2 separate regions of the Mus musculus genome follow, and region 2 is linked to region 1. Evidence: chromatin contacts called from public HiChIP or PLAC-seq data. All regions are on one chromosome and are shown on one strand. Each heading gives the region's core, a stretch centred on a gene start, on an enhancer-like site or on the middle of the called end of the contact. The rest is flanking DNA. Distances are from core to core; before and after follow the strand shown.

Region 1 (7,489 bases), core at 3,735-6,234:
GGCTCTCCTGGGCCACAGCTGGGTGACCTTGGAAGAAGGGTACACTCAGACTGCCTCTGCTTCCGATCTGAGAGCAGGGACCTGAGAGCCAGCCAGCTCCTGGAAAGCCCTTGGGACCCTGCTGGTCATGAGTGTCTATGTGAGGGTGTCTGCGCTTAGCCGCCCTTCCTTTCTGGGTGTGACCAGACATCCTGCCTCTCGCCTGTCCCAGCCGCTGTTTAAGAAGTTCACACAGACCCGTTGGGCAAATCCAGTTGAGACCCTGGAGGAAATCATCACTACTGTGAGCAGCAGCCTGCCTGAATTCTCAGAGCTGCAGGACTGTTTCCGGGAGGTGAGGACTGGGGGATTGGAGAAGTCTGGACACCCACGCTGATTAGCAGTGTTTACACCCCACACCCACATGTGTTCACACATGTGCGCAGACATGCAGACACCCGTGCTCACACTTTTGCCTCTATGGACTGGCTGGGTTTCTGCCTTGGAAGCTTCGGTTCCGGGGAGGAGATGGCCATCTCCTAGGGGTAAGTGTCAGCCGGTGGCTCACTCCCTCTGTCATCTGCTTGCCCAGGAGCTCATGGAGACTGTGCACCTGCACCTAGTGAAAGAATACATCATCAGGCTCTGCAAACGGCGCCTGGTCCTCAAGACGGCCGAGCAGCAGCAGCAGCTGGCAAGGCACATCCTGGCCAACGCGGATGCCATTCAGGGGTTCTGCACTGAGAATGTGAGCACCACCCACCCGCCCCCACGCCCCGCCCCGAGAGCCCTGAACAACCCCACAGGGACTCTTCAAGTCTGGGTATCTACTGCTCTAAGTGTCTCCTAGTGTCCCTTGGGAAAAGGGACATCATCCTTCAAACAGCCCTCTTCCTTCAGGGCTCCACTGCAACCTGGCTGCACCGCGCCCTCCCTATGATTGCTGAGATCATTCGCCTGCAAGATTCCAGTGCCATTAAGATCGAGGTGGCCACATACGCCACTTGGTACCCTGACTTCAGGTAAGCACTAGAAGCTCCGAGGAAATGGTTTGCCAGGTCCCCACCATGACCCTGAGCATGCTGGGACTAGAGTCTCCTCATGACCCCCTCAACTGTTAAGGCTCCGCAGTTGAGGTGGGGTTATGATATCTGACCTACACCAGGTGCTGACTTCATGCCAGACACTGTGCTAGGAGCTCAAGCATTCAGCACTCTCAGAGCCCATGAAGGCTGGCACTGCTCATCGTTTGCAGCTGAGGCTTAGGGAGCTGAGGGAACGTGACCAAGTTAGTATAACTTGTCGTGACAAGGGCAGGTAGCATGTTCCCCCACTCACGTGCTGAGCCTTGTGTGATAGCACTGTACAACGAGAAAAGTGAGTCCAGGATTTATCACTCAGCCTGGAGGCGACTGGGTCTTACACCCTCATGTTCCTGTTAAGGTCCTGTCTGAGGACCTGGCAAACCATGGATGGTATTCCTTCCTAGGCCAGGTCCTCTGATATGACAGTTTGAATTAGCCTTGACGCGGGTTGACCTAGCTTAGCCTAGCCCACCTGTGACTGACCCACTCCACCTGTTCACTCATCTGTCTGCATATATTGACCTACACACATGAACAAGCCCCCATCCACCTATCTACTGGTCCATCCACTAGTCTATGTGCTTACCCACTCTCCTATCATCCACATATCTGTCTACCTGTCTACCCACTTCCCTGTATAGATGTCTATCTGTCCTCTGCTTACCCATCTATCTGCTCTTCTGTTGTTCTGTCCATCCTTCCAGTTACCTATCCATCTTCTGCTCACTTACTCCCAACCTATTCATCCATCCATCTGTCCATCCATCCATCCATTTGTCCATCTGCACATCCATCTATCCATTCATCTGTCTACCTACCCACCCATCCATTCATCTGTCCATCCATCCATCCATCTGTCCATCCATCCATCCATCATCCATCCATCTGCCCTTCCATGAAATTACTCATCCATCTGTCCATCTGCACATCAACCTATTTGTCCATCATCCATCCTTTCATGCAGTTACTCATCCATTTGTTCATCCATCTGTCCATCCATCCATCCACCCTATCATCCATCCATCCATCCATCCTTTCATGCAGTTACCCATACATTTGTTCATCCATCCATCCATCCATCCATCCATCCATCCATCCATCTGTCCATCCATCCTTCCATGCAGTTACCCATTCATTCATCCATCTGTCCATCTGTCCATCCATCTGTTCATCCATCTGTCCATCTATCTATCTATCTATCTATCTATCTATCTATCTATCTATCCATCCATCCATTCATCCATCCATCCTTCCATGCAGTTACCCATCCATTCATCCATCTGTCCATCTGTCCATCCATTTGTTCATCCATCTGTCCATCCATCCATCCATCCATCCATCCTTTCATGCAGTTACCCATCCATTCATCCATCTGTCCATCTATCCGTCCATCTGTCCATCCTTGCACCCTTCCATACAGTTACCCATCCATCCTTGCACTCTCTCATCTACCCACCTGTTCACTTATCCCTCTCCTTTGATCCCACCGACAGCCCTTGATTAGTATTCTGAGTACTGGACCCGCTGCTGCTCTATGCTGCAGGATGCAGTGAGGTACTGGGCAAGCAAGGTCCCAGTCCTCTTCCTGTAGCTGACAGCCTGCTGAGGGCTAAGCATGATGAGACGATTGGACAGAAAGAGAAAATTCCAAGTTCTAGTGAATTACAGGGGCTGCTGACCAGAGAGTGCAAAGCCACTTAGAGACATGACATTTAGCTGAACTTAAGAAGACCCAGAGAAGGCAAGGCTACCTACTGGGCAGAGCAGCTGGCTGCAGGTTCTGTGGCCGTGTCTGGAGTCAGGACAGCCATCGAGGAGGAGGAGTGTTTGTGAGCAGGAGTGTTTGTGACCGTGGGGCTGACAGGGTGTACTCTCTCCTTGCCAGCAAAGGCCACCTGAACGCCATCCTGGCCATCAAGGGCAATCTACCAAGCAGTGAAGTCAGGAGCATCCGGAACATACTGGACATCAACACGGGAGTGCAGGAGCCTCCCAGGCCCCTGTTCTCCCTTATAAAGGTTACTTAGCTTTTCTGAAGGTCTGATATGCTAATGAGGCCCAGGGAACACCAGGCACCACACCAGTTGGGGATGCTCAGTGGCTCCAGCTCCATGACCCATCATCAGGCTCCCACATTCTGCTGTTGCTTCTGCCCAGCCCTGGCTCTGGAACAAGATCTGACAGCCAAGATCGCACAGATGATGGATCCAGTGGGGTCCAGACCTCACTGAAGGGAGCTGACATCTGAGCATGCAAGAGATTTCTTGTAAATGATTATTCATCTTGGGTAGAGTGACCTTTGTCTACCTACACTGTAGTCTGCCTTTTAACGGTCTGAGTTGCCCTGTCCAGCTCCCTAGGATCAGGGGTGAAGCCTCATTTATACCATTTCCTTCAGCCCAGGGATGTCATGAGATAGAACTAAAAACAAGGGAAGAAAGAAGAACTAGTATCTGACCCGGGGCCTGGAAGCAGGCCTGTGAAGTGCCCATGACAGAGCTAGACCCTGCAAAGTGTCCCCTGGTACCACTCAGCTAGCAGGACCCTCTTATTCACTCCCCATGGGCTGCCCTGCCCCTCTGTGTGTGTATGGATGTGTTTGGGAAGTGACCCTGGAAGCCTTCGCAGAGCAGGGACCTCCCGGGTTCTCTCAGATCAAATCTTCTTGCATTTAGGAATAAGCCAGAGGCCACCGTCTGGAGTCTGGTGGGAGTGCAGGGGTCTGGCAAGTGCTTTACTGGCTTCCTGTTGGTGCTGTGCCAAACTTCCACGGCAAGTGGGCTTGAACTACCACTTTTCCTTCAGTTCTGCAAATCACAAGTCTATTATCAGACTGAAGTCTAAATGTGGTCAGGGCCCACTGCCTCTGGAAGCCCCAGGGAGAATTGTTTCCTGGTCTTCCCCAGTCTTTAGAGGTTACCCCCATCTTTTGTCTGAGGACCTTGTACCTTCAGAGCCAGGGACAGCTACATATGCTCCTCACACCACCACAGTCTCCACTGGTTCGGATCCCACTGTGACTTAGGATCCCCGTGACTGCAGTGAATCTGCCCAGAGACTCAGCAGCCACCCCATTAACTAACTCCTGTCACCCAATAGTCATTGGCTCTGGGGACCAGTGGGTCCCACGGGGGCTACACTGGAAAACAGCAAGGCAGTTTGCCATCAAGGCACCTGCTACTCCACAGATCCTGCTCCTCTCTAGCCATGAGAGCTCTTCTCGGCACTGGCCCAGCCTTGACTTGTCATGATTCGAGGCTGGGATTTGAAGCTTCTCCTCTGTCCCCTCCCCCAGGTACTTGCTGGAGCTGGCCAGGGTGAGCAGCACACACAGCCTTTGTATTCTTGTAGACGACCGCTTGTTGATGACATTAATATTGTTAATATTATTTTTATAGTGTTGGTTTTGTATGTGTGTACTCAGGACAGAATCCAGAGATTTCTTTTTTATATAGCTTGATATAAAACAGATTTCAAAAGTGACTGTGGAGTGGTTTATTTGGGGAATTGCAAAGTTGGGGGAGGGGCCGAGCTGTTTCTAGCAGCTTCTTCTACCTCCTGTGTCTGCAAACCCTCTCTCTAGTTCTGGTTCACTTCACAGTTCTGGCTTCTCAGCTCCTAGGGTCCAGCCTATAGTACGTTTGCCCCCTTCCAGATATAGACGGCTTCCTTCGCCCCTGCATGTCTCTTTGCCTAGAAGTTGGCAACTGGTCATCCTGAGGCTGTGGGGCAGAGCTGGTGGGAAGGTGAGATATGGGAGGTCATCATGTTAACTCCGTGTTTGGACTCGGTGAACAAGAAGTTCCTGGTTTACGTGCAGTGGGAAGGGCATGACGGCCTCTTCCTCTGCATCCTGGTCTGGACCTAGGATTTGAGGCAGAGCAGAGTCTCTAGGGAATAAAGGAACATGACAAACCCATTCCACAGAGTTCAAGAATTCAGGGGTGTGGTGAGGAATTAGCGCACCCCTCCCAGTGTCCCAGTGAGGGACATGTGGTGCTTATTTGTGTGTGTGTCTGTGTGTGTGTGCGTGTGTGCCTGTCTCTGTGTCTGTGTGTCCTGCTGGAGAACTCCATGGGATGGGGATGGGGTGAATCCTATCATGAAGAGGGAAGACGGGCTGGCTAGAGAGCAAAAGGACAGCTGGGGCAGGATCCCTCGGTGCCACGCCGCTGAGACCAGCTGCAGACTTGTGCCGGTCTCAGGCTCCCTCACAGAGTGCAGGGAACTGGAGTCAGACATTCTTACCATACCTGGGACCTCCCATTAGCGTGAGAGGAGGGATCTTGGCTGAAGAGCAAGAGGAAACTAAGCTTCTGGGTCAGATGGCCACACACCACACTGAGCCCCCAAGTGCCAGGGTGCACACATAGAGGACGGCAGTGCTGGGGTGTCTCCAGTGGCTCCTGGTTCTCTGGGACCGTGAGGACCATGAGGCTCAGCTCCGGTCACTAGCCTAGGTGCCTCGCCTTCTTCACCAGTCATTTCTCCAGGAAAATCCCATGAGAAACAGAATTTGCCCCCAGAAAAGGGAAATGAGTCATCAGGCCTGGGGGCAGAGGTTCTGTACATCAAGCCTGCCGGCTCCCGAATGCTGAGCTGGGGGAGAGGTCACCCTGTATGATCTCACTGCTGTACATCCGTCCACCAGGGCCCACACGGAAGGGCTAATCTCCTCAATGCCCACTGTTTTCCAAGGCCCACACAAACACCAAGTAAAAGAATAGTTAAGGAGAGCTAGCACAGCAGGGTGCCAGTTGAGAGATCAATCGCACAACTCTAGCCAGAGGGGTCTGGCCTGAAGAGAAGAAGGTTGGCTGGAACCCCAGACTTGAGGAGCCCCTAGTGCAGACCTGGACTGGGAGTCACCTGGACAAAGGTGGGCAGATGGAAACTGGGAACAGCCAGGCTGTAGGGTGAAAGGCGGTGGAATTATGGGGTGAAAGCAAGGCCTGGGAGGGGACCCCATGAGGAAGACAGGCTCGAAAGCAGTGCATTAGACAGACCAGGTTCATTCCAGCTGTAAAGGGAGGGTTTAGAGAGTTTGAAGAGAGGATTTAGTGACTTGTGACCTGGAGGAACCCCTCAGGCTCTTGCCTTGAAATGGGAGGCAGAGAAGAGCCCCTGAAGACGTCATAAGGAACACTGATGCTTCCAAGGGGAAGAGGAGTGCTAGGGAAGATTCTGTCTCTGGACAGAGATGGCTTGTGTTAAAGTCAATTTAGGAAGATTCTGTCTCTGGACAGAGATGGCTTGTGTTAAAGTCAATTTATCAGCCTGTGGTCTGGAGAGCTACTCCAGAGGTGAGGAAGGCCTTGGGGGGCTGGGGGGCTGGGAGCCTGGGGAACCCGTAGAGGGACTAAGCCAAACTCAGTCGGAGAAGTCCGCAGAAAGGGATTGTGGCTCCTTACAAGACTAGAGTAGTGAGAGTGCCCTCGGTTAGTTTGTTGGGAACCAGGGCTCCACTCTCGCTGTTCTGAGGACATCATGCTGCACAGCCCTGTGGGGTGGGGTTCGAGACTGGTAGCCAGACCTCTTAATGGCAAGGTCCTTTCTAGGACTTTATCTGAGCCATAGGCCAGCAATTGGGCAAAATGACCAGTCAGCCACTTCCATTGTTGAAGCAAAATGCTGGAAACTCCCAAAGTGCCCATCAGAGGGCAACTGGGATAATCTCAGCACAAGGAAGGTCTGTGTAGCTATGAAGAGGAGGAGGTCCCTCTGTGCTGACTAGAAAACTCAGATCGTATAACAAAGGGAGAGCACGGTACACAACGCTTGTCATCTTCAAACAAATGAAATTGGAAGATAAATATACATTAAACGTGTGTGTTGCTGGAGTGATTTCATGGTGGAGCCCTGTGTAGATGTTGGTATTTTAAACTTAAATGCTTAATTGAAGGAATGAAAGTTCTTGGGGACCCAGGAATGGAAAGGAGCAATGACATTCAGTGTAGGATGGTCCAGCCACTGTTAGTATTTGGTGGGGGCAGGTACACCATAGCCTGAGGTTTTCCCAGCCATGTTCAGTGGCTCAAGTGCAGACCAAGAGTGATGGAGTTGGGTTCAACTATTTCAAGAGATCCTACCAGAGAGTGAGCTAAGTTGAGCTAGGCAGAAGTTCTCATGGAGGAACCATGGGGTCCCAGAAGGCAGGGAGAATGGGACATAAAGGGGTCAGGGAAGCATTGAAGGATGAAGGAGTCGGCCACAGGAGTGAGTAATGGCAGACACAGGATCTGTATGTCATGTATGTCACAGAGGAGAACCCTGGCGATGGAGACCACCATGGGGCTGCTACAGTTGCTGATCAGGACAGAGCTGGGGTGTTCCCTGAAAGTGTGGCTGACATCATTAGGAGCTGAGAGCTCAAGGAACTGGTCAGTATCACATGAATGCTGATGAGAACAGCAGCTGCTGTCCTT
Region 2 (7,489 bases), core at 1,771-4,270, 1.2 Mb after region 1:
TGTGGTACATACTTCTGATGGTTGCACCCCTTGCTCTGGAGCTCTGGTATAGCACAGCCTGGCGTCTGTCTGCTGGCCCTGGCATCTCCAAAGTTGGGAGCCCAGTCCTGACTATAGTCAAGTCAGAGCCCACTGGGGGCTCTTTACTTCCAGGAAATCAGCGTGGGCAGCCTTACTGACTCCACTATTGTGGAAGTAGCCCCGTTGCAAAGCTCTGGGACCTGTCTCCAGGGGGACAGTGAGGGGGGCAGTTATTGGACAGGCAGAGGTGGTGGTGTCAGCACCTGCTCCCAGTTTATACTCCTGACATCTGACTCAGGCTAATCCCCTCCCCTCTCATGTTTCATGGTGGCCCAACCCCATTCTGCATCCATCATGAGAATCTACCCTACCCCATCCCTGTAGATGCCCAGGTATCCTCTGGGCAGCCTGGCAGGGTGGGAGGCTCAGACCCATGAATTACCACTCCAACTGCCATTCAGGCTGCAGAGCCTCAGGCTGGCCACAGAGTCAGTCGACCTGGGCCTTCTAGGTCCAGTGTGCTCACGTGGGCTGTGCCCAGGCTGGATCTGTGGGTAGGGATTCCAGTGGGACAGCCGCTCAGCCAATTATCCTTCTCCCTTAGAGACTTGGAGGATGCGGATCTGCTGATCCAGCTGGAAGCCTTCGAAGAGGCCAAAGCGGAGGACGAGGAGGAACTTCAGCGAATTAGCGATGGGATCAACATGAACAGCCACCAGGAAGTCTTTGCGTCCCTGTTCCACAAGGTGGGGCTTGGCTATCTAGGGCCAGGGCCTCTGCTTGGGTCAACCCAATGATGGCCGGGGCAGCGGCACAGAGCTGGTACCACAAGGCAGAGGCTGGGTTGTCCTGGGGAAGCGGTTCTGATGCAGGTCCCGGGACAAAGCTTCCAAAGATCAAAGCTATCCGAGTTGGCCATGCCTTCCTGCATCACAGCTAGGTGGTCATTATTGGGGACTTCAGAGAGCTCTGTGGCCTGGTAAGGAGGGTTCAGTAGACTGAATCTTCCTGGCCCCTCAGTCTCAGTTATTGAATGCAGCAGCTGTCATCTCAGGGTGACAGTAATAGGTAGAGACCAGGGGTGCCATTTAATGTCTCATAGCATGTCTCGGTGCCACCAGTAATCCTGCCACCGAGTCATTCATCACCAGGGCTTTAGTGAAGTGACAGGGCTGTAGGACAGGATGCCCCTGGCACATGAGAGGATAGCCATTTGTCCCTTTTGGTCAATTCAGGTGAGCTGTTCTCCAGCGTCGGCCCAGCTGCTGTCAGTATTGCAGGGTCTCATGCACCTGGAGCCTGCTGGCCGCTCAGGCCAACTGCTCTGGGAGGCCCTGGAAAACCTGGTGAACCGGGCTGTGCTCCTGGCCAGTGATGGTGAGAAGCTGGGAGGACTGAGGCGTGCCACAGGGCACAACCCGTCGTGAAGACCCCGAGGTCTTTGGCTATGTGGGGAGGCCATGTGGGAGGTGGCCACCCTTTGCCTTGTTTCCATCTCTGGCCCTCTCCCTTGACTCTGCACACTTCCTTCCTGCAGCCCAGGCTTGCACCCTGGAGGAGGTGGTTGAACGACTGCTGTCCATCAAAGGGCGGCCCCGACCAAGCCCCCTGGACAAGGCCCACAAGAGTGTCCAGACCAACTCAGTCCAGAATCAGGGCAGTTCCTCCCAAAACACTACTACTCCCACAACTAAAGTGGAAGGCCAGCAGCCAGTAGTGGCTTCTCCCTGCCAACACGTGGGCAGCATCCAGAGCTCCAGTGTTGACATAGCGCCACAGCCAGTAGCCCTTGAGCAGTGCATAACAGCCTTACCTCTACCTACCCCACCACTCTCCAGCTCCACCCCTGTGCTCCCTCCAACCCCACCCCCCCTGCCAGGCCCAGGGGCCACATCTCCCCTTCCCCCTCCCCCTCCCCCTTTGCCTCCCCCTTTGCCAGGCTCAGGGACCACATCTCCCCCTCCCCCTCCTCCTCCCCCTCCCCCCTTGCCACCCCCTCTGCCAGGCTCAGGGACCATATCTCCCCCTCCACCCCCACCCCCACCTCCCCTACCAGGTACAGGGGCTGTGTCTCCCCCACCCCCTCCGCCACTTCCATCTCTGCCTGATTCCCACAAGACCCAGCCCCCGCCCCCACCCCCACTCCCTGGCATGTGCCCAGTTCCTCCCCCTCCCCCACTACCCAGAGCAGGCCAGATACCTCCACCTCCTCCCCTGCCTGGTTTCTCTGTCCCCTCCATGATGGGTGGTGTGGAGGAGATCATTGTGGCCCAGGTCGACCACAGCCTGGGCTCAGCCTGGGTCCCCAGTCACCGCAGAGTGAATCCACCCACACTGAGAATGAAGAAGCTGAACTGGCAGAAGCTGCCATCCAATGTGGCACGAGGTGAGCCCCTCCCTGTTCCAGCCCAGCCTCTGAAGAGGGTAGGTACATACTGGTACATACTGGTCATTCTCCCTACGAGTGTCCACCGTTCCTGCGCCTACCTTTGCTTAGCCAAGGCAGCCAGGCCCTGTCAAGGCTTCGTTCCTACCTGTCTTACATGGGACTAAAGGCCACCTCAGAGGATATAGTCTCATCCAGTACACAGCCCTGTGGGTCATAGGTGTCTGCTGCTATAGGCCCTGCCCTGCCCTCTCTAAGGTTCTCTGCACAGTGGCCTAGGTGTTAGGTGCTGAAACCGACAGAAGGCAAGGCAGGGAGAGACCTGGTCACCTGCCAGCATGGACGTGTGTGCCCACACATGTGTACATAGCGTGGAGGGTGGATGATGCATTCAACCCCGGCTGGGCTCCATGCACGTCCTGTTCAGTCCTCAGAGGCCTCGCTTGGCCCAGCTGGAGCCCCAGGCCCGCAGTAAGCATGGGTTTCAGCAGAGCCTTGCCTGCCCCGCAGAGCGCAACTCCATGTGGGCCACACTGGGCAGCCCCTGCACAGCCGCAGTGGAGCCCGACTTCTCCAGCATTGAGCAGCTGTTCTCCTTCCCCACGGCTAAGCCCAAGGAGCCCTCTGCTGCCCCCGCCAGGAAGGAGCCCAAAGAAGTAAGACTAATGACAGGGCCTGACCTCTCTCTCCTCCCTGTGTGTGTGTGTGAGAGTATGTGTGTGTGTCTGTGTATGTCTCTGTGTGTGTGTATGTGTGTCTGTGTGTGTCTGTGTGTATATGTGTGTGTCTGTCTGTGTGTATGTATGTATGTGTGTGTCTGTGTGTGTGTGTCTCTGTGTGTGTCTGTGTGTATGTATGTGTGTGTCTGTGTGTGTGTGTGTGAGACATCCTCTGCCCACCCTCCAGATACCAGCTAAATGGGGGTTTCTAGGTCACTTTTCTGGACTCCAAGAAGAGCCTGAACCTCAACATCTTCCTGAAGCAATTTAAATGGTGAGTGAGGGAGTAGTGTTGCTGCCAAACTCAGCCCCAGCCGAGCAGCCAGCTCTGCCCGGCATCCCAGCCCTGCCCAGCAGTGCCCTCTGCAGGCCGGCCAGGTCCATGCATGCTCCATCCCCAGGGCAGGAGGCTGTGGGTAGCTACCATAGTCTTATCTAAGATTCCTACATGCCAGAGTACAAGCGATGCCCAGAAAATCACTGATAGACCATAGACAAGCTGTGGCCAAGTCAAGGGAAGACAGCCCTGCCTCCCAGTTTCCAAACCCTTACCTAAGAGTCCCTCCAGTAGCGCCTCGGGTGCCCACCAGCCACCCCCATCTCTAAGCATGGCAGGAGACAGGGAAATTTCCTGCTTCTTCACCCCTGCCCCCCCCCTCCAGTTCCAATGAAGAAGTCACCAGCATGATCCAGGCTGGAGACACCAGCAAGTTTGATGTGGAGGTCCTCAAACAGCTTCTAAAGCTTCTTCCAGAGAAGCATGAGGTGAGCCGGGGCCCTGATCAACCCCAGGAAGCAGGGATAGCAAAGGCCTGACCCACCTCACCCCAGGGGAGGCCCAAGGCTGGAGCCCCAGACCTGACCCACCTCACCCCGGGGGAGGCCCAAGGCTGGAGCCCCAGACCTGACCCACCTCACCCCGGGGGAGGCCCAAGGCTGGAGCCCCAGACCTGACCCACCTCACCCCAGGGGAGGCCCAAGGCTGGAGCCCCAGACCTGACCCACCTCACCCCGGGGAGACCCAAGGCTGGAGCCCCAGACCTGACCCACCTCACCCCAGGGGAAACCCAAGGCTGGAGCCCCAGACCTGACCCACCTCACCCCAGGGGAGGCCCAAGGCTGGAGCCCCAGACCTGACCCACCTCACCCCGGGGGAGACCCAAGGCTGGAGCCCCAGACCTGACCCACCTCACCCCAGGGGAAACCCAAGGCTGGAGCCCCAGACCTGACCCACCTCACCCTGGTGGAGACCCAAGGCTGGAGCCCCAGACCTGACCCACCTCACCCTGGTGGAGACCCAAGGCTGGAGCCCCATGGCTCTTCATGAGGAGCTGAGGCAGGCAGGTGCCGGTTGGGCAGACGATTGGTTCCTACATGTGGCCCTCCTGCAGATTGAGAACCTACGGGCGTTCACTGAGGAGCGAGCCAAGTTGTCCAATGCTGACCAGTTCTATGTTCTGCTCCTGGACATTCCCTGGTGAGCATGGTGGCCCTGGGATCCTGCTTAACCCGTGAGGAAGGAAAGGTGGAGAGAGCAGGGCAGGAGCCGAGCTTGGGTGAGGGAGGAAGGCAGGGCAGGAAGGCAGCTGTCTCTGAAACAGAGTCCCTAGGGCACTGGGAATGAGTCATCTGGCCTGACGCCTAAGCGTTGCTCCTGCTTCTCAGCCCCTCTCAGAGCAGAGGTGAGACCTCTTATGCCCTGAGGCCAGAGACTTCCTCAGAAGCTCCAGGCATCCTGGGCTGCTACCAAGTTGCCCGGGCCTGACTTCTGTCCTGGGCACAGGCCTAGGAATGTATATGTTCTCAGCCCAGGCTATGGGGACTCTCCCTCAGCCCACCCACCAAGGGCAGAGCATGTTCCCAGTGGCAAGCATGGTGGAACCTCCAGGCCCTAACCCCCTCCTGTGCACCAGCTACCCGCTGCGGGTGGAGTGCATGATGCTGTGTGAGGGAACGGCCATCGTCCTGGACATGGTGCGGCCCAAGGCCCAGCTGGTGCTCACTGCCTGCGAGAGTGAGTGGGGCCCAGAAGCCTACGGGGCTGGGAGGGATGGGCCTTCCACGTGTGTCAGCCCCTGCTGGAGCCATGTCACAATGGCCACGTGAGGTGCCAGCTTTGCCACCGAAACCCATAGTCACCTCTGCTGCTAACACACACACACACTCGGTCCTATACACTCAACTCATTGCACACTTGAATGAGGGCACACACTCCATACCCACAGGAACAGCATGCGTGCATATATATTCATATACAGCCACTCAGACACACAGAGCCACAAGGGTATACATACACTGACAATCATATATCCGCCTTCTGTGAACAAAGAATGGGAGAAACCTGCTTGGCCACAGTGCAGGGACACAGATGGGCTCACTTCTCTCACAAACACAGCACGGGACTCCCCACTCCCATCTCAACCACTGCACTGGGCAGGTCCTCTCTGCCACCCATGGGACAGGGTCCTGAGCACTTGGGGTGGGGGGGTGCCACAGACTGGAAGGAGTTCCTGTAGCATCCCAGAGTCCTCACCCAAAGTTCCTGGTCATGGCCATACACCTGCTGAAGCTGAGGGTCCAGCAGACGTGAACACTGCAGAACGTATCCCCGGTGTCCCTACACCTATGGATGGTGAAGGACCATAATCCCACATAGCCCTGGCCTTGTTTCCTTTCTGGTGCTGGGATGGGCCTGGGCAATACCCAGAGGCCTTGGGCCCTCCTTCAACCCTGCTCATCCATCTTAGGCCTGCTCACCAGCCAGCGGTTGCCAGTCTTCTGTCAGCTGATCCTCAAAATCGGGAATTTCCTCAACTACGTAAGTCAGAGCTGTCCTGTGGCCTGCCTCCCACCGTACCCTGAGAGTCAGGGTGCCTCACTCCCTGTCCCTCACAGGGCAGCCACACGGGAGATGCAGATGGTTTCAAGATTAGCACCTTGCTGAAGCTCACAGAGACCAAGTCCCAGCAGAGTCGCGTGACGCTGCTGCACCACGTGCTGGAGGTGACCTCTGGGGAACCGAGTTGGGTGGGGTGGGGTGGGGTGCTCCCTGTGGCTATCTCTGCTCTGTCCTCAGGCCTATTATTCTTGAGACTGAGCCACAACACTACCTGTCCTCAGCAGGCCTTAGCTACCACCACCCCCATACATGTTGGGACAGGCTCAAGCGTGATGTAGAGGCCCCAGGAGGGTCAGAGGGCTGGTGGGAGTTCTACTCACGACAGGCTCAGGACCAACAGGGATCTTACTGGTACACTGTGTTTCAGGAAGTGGAGAAGAGCCACCCGGACCTCCTACAGCTATCCCGGGACCTGGAGCCACCCTCTCAAGCTGCAGGGTGGGTGTTCCTGCCAACCCAGTGCCTTAGCAGCTCAGACTGATTCTAGCCTCCTGAACAGCAGGGCCTGATAACAGCTAAAGCATAGCCCTGTGCCTCAGGACCACTCCAGAGATGCTGACGCTTATGGTGGGTCAGGACTGTGTCAGCTATAGCTGTCAGCTGTGTGACTTAGATCAGAACATGAGGCCCAGAAGGGTTGGGGCGACTGTCTGGCACAGCCTCTCTACAAAGTGAACTTTCCTCACAGCATAAGCCAGGTCACGCCAGCTCACGATGCAGATGAGGCGCTGAGGCTTGAGAGTGGTGGCTTGGGTCTCACCACCCAGCAAGCAGGCGAACCCCAGGGGCAAAGTCTGTGCTCCCGTGCTCCACTGCATCGGGAACTTTGGGTTCAGTAGCTGCTAGGCCTTAGGGCTAATCAGGCAAGAATGGAAGTGGGCCCAACAGCTTTGCTAAGGCTCCCAGCTATGCCCAATATGACACAGGCCCTATTCTACAACGAGGGACCGACCAACATCTTGACAGGACTGGCTGAGTTGAGTGTCACTAGAACAGGCACCTAAGCATACAGGGTCCCCTCAGGACTGACTAGCTCCTGGAACCTGCAGTGTGAAAAGTGTGAGTGACCCAGGGCCCGTAGTGGGGTGTTTGAAGAGGCCTGCGTAGTCTCAGGGACTGTTCAGGCTCGTTGTGACCGTGTGTCCGCTGATGCCTGATGACCCCACCCATCTCGCCCCTCGGCGCCTTTCAGAATCAACGTGGAGATCATCCACTCAGAGGCCAGTGCCAACCTGAAGAAGCTTCTAGAAGCGGAGCGGAAGGTGTCCGCTTCCATCCCTGAGGTGCAGAAGCAGTACGCTGAGCGCCTCCAGGTAAGCCGGCAGAAGATAGCCCTCCCAGTACATTCTGTGGAGGAACACAGATCCTGGGATGTGCAGGGATGGATAGAACAGTGGGTGGACGAGCAGCTTTGCTGGTGAACACAGGCCAAGCCAAGCGGACAACAGCCCGAATCAGCAGAGC

The links. HiChIP or PLAC-seq counts read pairs in DNA pulled down with a chosen protein or histone mark.
Region 2: a FOXA1 HiChIP or PLAC-seq map of pancreatic cancer cells shows a contact between it and region 1. The contact joins two enhancer-like sites. A contact is called at or near these places in 1 of 39 promoter capture datasets (liver) and 1 of 115 datasets of contacts at active chromatin or transcription factors (pancreatic cancer cells).

What each region holds. Positions count from the first base shown.
Region 1 is chr12:111,450,472-111,457,960 of GRCm38.p6, forward strand. It overlaps Tnfaip2 (tumor necrosis factor, alpha-induced protein 2), which reads left to right. Exons shown (of 12, transcript NM_009396.2): 9 at 212-334; 10 at 572-727; 11 at 880-1,001; 12 at 2,950-4,547. The coding sequence ends at 3,091. Among named protein-coding and RNA genes, the nearest start is that of Tnfaip2, 12 kb to the left of the region's middle. Within about 2 kb of position 4,985, at least 70 of the 459 cell types and tissues checked have an H3K27ac peak or open chromatin away from gene starts, as enhancers often do. A contact at or near this core is called in pancreatic cancer cells, where this site is marked.
Region 2 is chr12:112,602,456-112,609,944 of GRCm38.p6, forward strand. It overlaps Inf2 (inverted formin, FH2 and WH2 domain containing), which reads left to right. Exons shown (of 23, transcript NM_198411.2): 6 at 626-767; 7 at 1,257-1,398; 8 at 1,559-2,407; 9 at 2,918-3,063; 10 at 3,339-3,400; 11 at 3,789-3,891; 12 at 4,518-4,603; 13 at 5,040-5,140; 14 at 5,874-5,944; 15 at 6,022-6,129; 16 at 6,393-6,463; 17 at 7,218-7,338. Among named protein-coding and RNA genes, the nearest start is that of Gm30048, 9.2 kb to the left of the region's middle. Within about 2 kb of position 3,021, at least 63 of the 459 cell types and tissues checked have an H3K27ac peak or open chromatin away from gene starts, as enhancers often do. A contact at or near this core is called in pancreatic cancer cells, where this site is marked.